2 separate regions of the Gossypium hirsutum genome follow, and region 1 is linked to region 2. Evidence: chromatin contacts called from public Hi-C data. All regions are on one chromosome and are shown on one strand. The core of a region is the stretch at or near the end of the contact, and the rest is flanking DNA. Distances in the headings are between cores, read along the strand shown.

Region 1 (4,077 bases), core at 467-2,966, 280 kb before region 2:
GCTTGGTTTTCGAAATCTTGCAAAGTTTAATATAGCGTTATTAGCGAAGTAGGGGTGGCGTCTTATTAATTATCCAAGTTCATTATTAGCTCGTGTTTTAAAGGAAAAATATTATCCAAATTCAAATTTCTTTAATGCGGGCTTGGAAATTTACCTTCACTTACCTGGAAGAGTGTTTGGGCAGCAAGAGGACTCCTTGAGAAAGGTCTATGATGGAGGGTTGGGAGAGGTGATCAGATTTTTGTTTGGAATGATTTATAGATTTCAGGAAATGAAGCAGATCGAGTACAAAATCAGGACAACAATGCAAACATTAAGTTAATTTCGGATTTAATAGATGCTACGACTAGAAGTTGAAAAGTAGAGGCTGTGATGAATACCTTTTGTTTGGACGCAGGAAAAAAATCATGCAGATTCCATTGGCAGAGGCAGCGCATAAAGATTTTCAAGTATGGTGAGGGGAACTGTTCGGGGATTTTTTAGTCAGGAGTGCCTATAAACTATTATAGAAGTCTAACTTGGATCCTAGTAGTTATATTATACATGCCGAAACTAAAAACTTCTACAAGAAACTATGGAATTTATACATCCCCTCAAAAATTAAAATAATAGTATGGAGAATCTCTTGGAACTTTATTCCGTCCTTTGTTAATCTCAGACACAAGAGAGTTGTGTTGAATGATCAGTGCCCCACTGTCTTCAACATGAAAAGGATAGTAGCCATGTCTTTCAATAATGTCCTACAACGATTATGGTTGGGAATCAGTTAAACCTATCTTGGGTATTAGTCCACAATTTTGAAAATATGTGGGACTAGCTTACCTAGGTCTTCCGTCTAGTTACTAACGAACAGATCCGACATTTCTGTTGTGGTCTCTGGTCAATCTGGTCAAACAGGAACCGCTTAGTATATGAAAGGAAACATGTAACAGGAAGAGAAATAGCGAAGCAAGTTCGAAGCTATATCTCAGAGTTAGATGCAACAAAAGAAGGAAAACACACCTTTCAGGTTGATAGAACCATTCGCCAGATTTGTCGAAGATCAAAAGTCGCAGTTCATTTTGATACAGCCTTTGACAGTCAATCTTCTAGATCGGCTACGGGCCTACTTGTACGAAACGAGGAAGGGGAGATTCTAGCATTAAAGGCGGTCATTCACTCCGAGATAGCAACCCCGTTCACAGCAAAGGCACATGCAAGATTACAAGCAATAAAATTAGGAATTTTTGTGGGATTTAACAAAATGGATGTTGTGGGAGACTCAAAAATTGTTATTAGAAAATGTCAAAGTACAGAAACAGATAAATTGGCCATTGGAGCAATCATTAGAGACATTCAAAGCATAAAACACAGATTCTAGGAGATTGAGTTTCATTTTGTCCCTAAAGCAGAAAATATGATCGCTCATGTTATTGCGAAGGAAGCCTTAAGAGAAGAGAGAGTTATTACCTGGTGGGAGGAATCTCTGAATCTGTTCGTCAAGAACTATAGATCTATAGACCAAGGTATTCATCTTGAAGAGAGGAAGATGGAAATGTTTTGGTGAAAAAAATAGAAGAGAAAATTAGAAGTCTCTTTTTGAAAAACTGCTATCATTAAATAGCTGGTCGGTGATGGAAATGACAAAGCCTATTGGAATCCAGCTGTTGATTTTACTGGGAGAAGATAAGATAATATTTTATTTCTGTTTTAATTTAGTTGAAACCGAATGAGATTGGGCCAGTTTCGTTAGTTTTAGGCCTGTGTTTTGTAGTAGGTTTTTTGGTTTTAGTTTTATTAGCTTCGTTAGCTTTTGGCTTTAGTTTTCTCTAGTTAGTGGTTTTCAACCCAATTCTGTTTATGTTTTATTTTATATTATTAAATCCAGTCATATCTTTATTCAAAATATATATATATATTGACATGGCTGATGTCAGAAGCAAAATAAAAAAAATTAAAATTATTTTTAAAATAAGTAGAAATAAATAAATACATATAGACAATTTATTTGTCTTGGAATTATAGAAAAACAAAAACAAAATTATAAAATTATTAAAAATTAATTAAAAATCATAAATATATATATATATAAACATCAATAACTTATATCATAAAATTAAGATTAACAATATTTTTTTATATTCTTCCTCTTATTTTTTAATTTGTCCAAGTTATATTAGTGATATAATTTAATCAAATAAATTATTTTTTTATAAATTTTATGGTTTTTAATTGATTTCTAATAATTTTTATAAATTATCTTTTCATAAAAAATTATGGCTTGTAATAATTATTTTTTTAAAAAAAATTCATAAAAATTTTAATTAATTTATAATGTTTTTATAATATAAATATTAATAATTTTAAATATTTTTAATAAATGTTTATGTTTTTATAATTCTAGAATAAACTTAGACAATGGGTGTCTAGATTCAAGTGAACTTGGACACCAATATCTCTAAGTTCATTAGCGTACTTGTTTTTAAAGTAATTTATAAAAAAAATAATTTGTTAACGTTAGCAAACAATGCCAACATTCCAAATAACAGATTGAAATCTAACACTCCAAATAACAGGTTTTTATGAGGTTTTTATAATTAAAAAAATAATTTGTTAATGGATCACCACAAAAAGCATATTTTTGGGTTTAATCTAACACTCCTTGAGATTTTTCTTGGATACTCCTAGCTTTGTCCTTAGAGATTGAAATCTAGGCATAGAAACAACCTGCCTTGATACATTTTTTCATGATAGTTTTGAGTATCAAAATGCACCAAACATGTGATCATTTGGTAACCATTGTTACCCATATTTTTATGCTTTGCTGCTCACTTTAAATACTGAATTTGTGTGCTGGAAATGGGTTAAAACAGCATCTGAAACTTAAGAATAAAACCCGGTATGTTTGGTGTTGTTACAGGCTAACTAAAAGCTGGTTTTGCTTGCAATTTATGCCCAAAACAGTTTGCTTTGGTACTGTTCTGCCTCTTGTACATTGGTTTCATTGTGACATGCTTCTATGAATCAGGCTAACTAAAAGCTGTTTTTGCTTGCAATTTATGCTCAAAACAGTTTGCTTTGGTACTGTTCTGCCTCTTGTACATTGGTTTCATTGTGACATGCTTCTATGAATCACAACTTATAGATAGATTACCTATGAACACCATGCTTAGATTTCGATGTTGTAGTTGTTTGCAACTCGATTCAAGTTTTATTGATGATGTTAGTAAAGTTTTTGATGTGCATTGCTGGTTATTTTGACTTTTCTTACTATTTGATGACGGAAGTTTGAATCTGCTAGGGAAAAAATATAGATGGCATCGAGCTCAAATCAGTCGCACAGAGCAATTCGCAGGTGTTTATGTGGGACTCAAATTCGAGCAGCTTGGACAGATTCTAATCGTGGTCGTAGATTCTATGGATGTGGGAACTATAAGGCAAATGTTAGGTTTATTCTTTTTGTTAATGTGCTTCTGCGTTTTCTGGTAAAGTAATGTGGGAACCTTTCTGAACATTTAATAGGATGGTCGTCGGGGGTGTAAATATTTTAAATGGGTGAAGGATTCAACCGACTATAATAGCCTCAGTTGTGAAGATGGTAGTGTTAACTTCAGTAGTGAAGATTTTCAAAAGCTTAGTGATGAAATTGTGTCCCCGGGAGATGAAAATGATCATGTCAAGAAGATTGAAAGAGGCACAAGCTGAATTAGAAAAATTAAAAATTGAAAACTGAAAATAAGAAATTAGTTTCACAGGCAAGATGTTATAAATTTGGTTTAATATTATCTTGGGCGGTTTTTGTATTTATTTTATTTTGTTCTATGGATGATGAGGAAAATATGAGAAATATGTTAGCCTTACCATGATTAAGCTGAATATGTTAGGCCTATCACAAACTGAATAGTTTGTGCTTTTGATGTTTATAAATTTATATTAAGCTGAAGTGCATGAGCAACTGCTGTTAAAAATTAAAATTAAAAATTAAAAATTTATAAGATAAATTTATAAGAGAACATTGTTTCGTGAAATCAAAATTAAAAATTACTTTCGTATCTTCTCTTCCAAAGACAAAGCATCTCTCACTTAATACTCGGTTTT
Region 2 (4,156 bases), core at 390-2,889:
TCATAGGAGACATATGCAAAGGAAATTTTGAAGAAATACAATATGGTATATTGCAAACCGGTATCAACATCAATGGAACCAGGTGTAAAACTCTCGAAATTCAATTGAGGAGAACGAGTTGACGCGATCAAATACTGAAGTTTGGTGGGAAGTCTTAGCTATCTCACTTGTACAAAGTCTGATCTTTCGCTAAGTGTTGGCATTGTAAGTCGGTTCATGAAGGAGCCGGTTTATTCACATTGGAAGGTGTTGAAGCGAATCCTATGTTACATCCAAGGAATAATGTCACTCGGGTTATTCTATTCAAATGTAAGAGATTACAATTTCATTGGGTACTTTGATAGTGATTGGTACGGAGACTTAGACGATTGAAAAAGTACATCGGGATATGTGTTCTTTATAGGTAACACGGTGTTTACTTGGCTTTCAAAGAAGTAACCAATTGTGACACTCTCGACATGTGAAGCTGAATATGTGGCAGCATCTTGGTGTGTGTGTCATGCTATATGGCTCAGAAATTTGTTAGACGAGTTGGAGCAACAACAACTCGGTGCGACTGAGATACCAGTTGAGAATAAATCAGTAATTGAGTTAGCAAAGAACCCAGTGAATCATGAGAGAAGCAAACATATTGACATTCGTTTTCACTTCATCCGATATCATGTAAAGGAAGGAAGTGTGAAATTAGTGCACGTGGTAAGCCAGGACCAAGTTGTAGATATCTTCACGAAACCGCTATTGATGGCACTACTTGACAACTGTAAGAAATTAATCAGCATGAAGGATGGGAGAAGCATTTAAGTTTACGGGGGAGTTTTATTGATTAAACGTTAAATATGATTTTAATGGGTTTAATTTAGAATTTTTTTTATTTGGAGAATGAAAGGTCCAGAGTCATTGGTTGGCTATTATTAGATTTTAATATTTTCAATTTTTTTAAGGATAATAGTCTATAAATAGTTTGTAAGTATTTGATATAACATAGAAAGAGAAAAAAGTAAAAAACTTAGAAGTTAAAAATAAAAGTTTTCTTGAGCAATTTTTCACCATTTGCCCTTTCTTGGTGACCTGTGTAGGGTGTTCTTCCATTCCATTAGTTAGAGGCTGAATAGATTTTGGATGAATATTTTGATGACATTGGTGTTGAAGCTTAAAGGTGGCTTAATAGTTAATTCCTTCAAATGAGCAACAAACTGGGCTGGTTTAATGGCGGTATTGTATATTTTGTTGATCAGCTGGCTTAAAGTGTGTTGCTATGCCCACTAAAGTAAACACCTTACACTTGCCACTTTTAATATCTGAGAATGTAGAGGAAAGGTGATGACTTTGGGCTTTGTGAAGCAGGCCGGTCTTTTTTCTTGGAAAATGAGATTGAAAACCACATGCAATTGATTTCGTAGGAGTAGGATTTGAATTGATATGGTCGGATTTTATTTACTTTGAAAATATAATTTTATAGAAAATATATTTTGAAAGTTTATCGAATAATATTTAAAAACCATAAAATAAAATTTATTTTGACTAGAAATTTAAAACTCAAGTTCAATATAACCAAATCTAAAAAGACTGGACCAAATGGAAGAGTGTGTGAAGAATGGTGCAGGATAGCAAAGCATGTGGTGTGAATGAGAAAAGAGGCCTAATTTGGGCTTATACACAACACATGTATTTTGAGCTAACTCTCATTTCGTTAGAATTAGAAACATTATTCATACATGATTTATTTAATTAACACATAAGAAAGTGAACATGAATATAATATAAATAAACTAAGTTGTCCGTTCAACTTTGTCCTTATTTTTACAAGTTTAAATACTCGTTAAATAATTTAAAATTTTAACTAAGCTTTATATTTATTTATTAGATATATATTGTAATTAGATTGATTGATTATGGTAGTTTATTTAAGAGTTGTATTTTCATTAGTAGTTTAAAAATTGAATTTTGCTTTAGCCTTTTTATTTTACTTAGAATTAGGTTAGCATTGTAAAGGATAGAGATTTGAGTTTAATATACTTTGGACGTGAGCTTTTCTTTCCAAAGTTGAATCATTCAACTTTTTTTTTATTTTATTTCTTTATTATTCGTATTACTAGGTACCACATATTTTCAAGTGTGATAGAAAATTGTTTAGTTGTTGCTAGTCATAAATTGATTAAATACGACCTAAAATAAATTATCTTTTTATCTTATACCAAAAATATATTCTGTGATCTTTAATTGGGCCACCAACTCATTAATGAAATTAAAGAAATATAACATAATTATCTATCTAGGTGTCACCTTTAATTTGGTCACCAACTCATTCATGAAATTAAAAAAACACCTATTCTTTTAAATTATAATTAATATTATTATGATGATACATTTGTCTTTTTCATACTTTTATATCATTTTTAAATAAAAGAATTACACATTACCAACTCAAGAATCGAACATGTGTTTAATAGTATTATAATAAAATTTTATTACGACTTCACATATATTCATTATTAAATAAATTTAAAAGAAATATTTTTTGTGTGGAAAACATACTAACTATATTAAGCTAACATGATCAAAAATTGACAATTCTATCAATTTCAAGAACAAGTGGTAGATCTTCAAGAATGTCTTCAAACACTTGCATATTTGTACTTATTGTCGTGGTCATTTTTGCAATACGATCTGCAACTTGGTTCCTCTCCCTTGGAATGTGCCTTATCCTCTAATGTTGTATATATTGTAATCTCATATGTATCCTTCGTAACTGTTGAGCGATACTCCTCCTTAATCGCTCCATATTTGTTAGAAAGTGTTGTTTGAAGACTAACAATAAAAATAGTTGAATACGTTGAGGTCCCAAAAACTTTCAAATAACCTTTTACCATCTATCTTTAGTATGCCAAGAACTCTCTCAAAGTGATCTATACACGCTTTTCACTATAAAAGCCCCAGTGGAAGTGCTAATCCAATTAATTCTATCTTCCCCTACAAAGAAATACGGAGGGGGAATACTAACAATTCTTTGAATAATATCCTTCGACAACCATACTCTAAACAAGTTCAGATTCCAGACCCCATCTCTAGTTACCATGTCATGCAACAAATTATTTGATATAAGGTTATTATGAGTAGGTACATAGTTTATCAAAAGACCTAAATTAGGTATCCAAGGGTCCTTCCAACAACGTATAGAGTTCCCAGTTCCTGCAGACCAAACTAAGTTTTCACGCAATAAAGGCCATACCTTAACAATGACTCTCCAGATAGCTAAACAGTTTCCTTGCGCTATATTTTTGGATGCCTTTTTCATTATCCAGTATTTTTCTTGGAGAACCTGAACCCATAGTTTATCATATTTGGATACAAGATTAAATTCCAACTTTAATAAAAAAGAGGAATTATGATCCTCTAGATACCGAAACTCGAGGCTACCACAAGAACATGGTTGGCAAATAGAATCCCACTCAACCAGTGACATCTTCCTTACACCATTAGAAGAACCCTATACAAACTGTCTTACCAAGTGTTCAATTTCATCATATATATACCTTTAGGAGTCCGCATAGACTGCGTAAAATAGTTAGGGATAAAAAGAAAAATAGTTTAAGCAAGAGTAATTCTACCTGCTAGTGACACCTACTTAGCGTCCCATTGATTTAGTTTACTTCGTACCTTCTCTACCACAAACCTCAAACTAGAGCAAGTAACTCTATCATGGAATAACGACACCTCCAAATAGGTACCAAGGTTATGTACCTTTTGAAACCCAAACAGGTTGCTCAATCTATCACCAAGATCAATGTCCACTCTTTTAGAAAAAAAAAAGATAATAGTTTTCCGAGCATTAACCCGATGATCAAAGATACACAAAAATTTTCAAGGATATCCCTAAGGGCCAAAGCATGCTTCAAATCCATCTTAGAAATAATAACCAAGTCGTCTACAAAGAACAAGTGGGATAAATTAAGTCCTGAACAAAATAATCTGATATGACTCCACTTGCTGCTAGAAATGGCTGACTGAATACCATGTCCTAACCATTTCATACATAGCATAAACAGATAAGGGGATAACAGGTAACCCTGTCTAATGCCTCTCAAAGGCTTAAACTTTGGAGTTAGAATTTCGTTCCACAAAATCTGCATTGTAGAGTTCAAAACTGCTGACATGA

Evidence for each region. A called contact is a pair of places that touch in the nucleus more often than the background predicts.
Region 1: a Hi-C map of leaf shows a contact between it and region 2, with 1.7 times the contacts expected there. The contact joins the promoter of LOC107951266 here to the enhancer-like site in region 2. A contact is called at or near these places in 2 of 34 Hi-C or Micro-C datasets (hypocotyl and leaf).

The regions. Positions count from the first base shown.
Region 1 is chrA12:98,432,450-98,436,526 of Gossypium_hirsutum_v2.1, reverse strand. LOC107951266 reads right to left here and starts at 1,716. Exons shown (of 7, transcript XR_005906423.1): 1 at 1,003-1,716; 2 at 823-885; 3 at 381-740; 4 at 165-207.
Region 2 is chrA12:98,157,189-98,161,344 of Gossypium_hirsutum_v2.1, reverse strand. No RefSeq gene overlaps it. Among protein-coding and RNA genes, the nearest start is that of LOC121211032, 3.6 kb to the right of the region's middle. Within about 2 kb of position 1,639, at least 2 of the 9 cell types and tissues checked have an H3K27ac peak or open chromatin away from gene starts, as enhancers often do. A contact at or near this core is called in leaf, where this site is marked.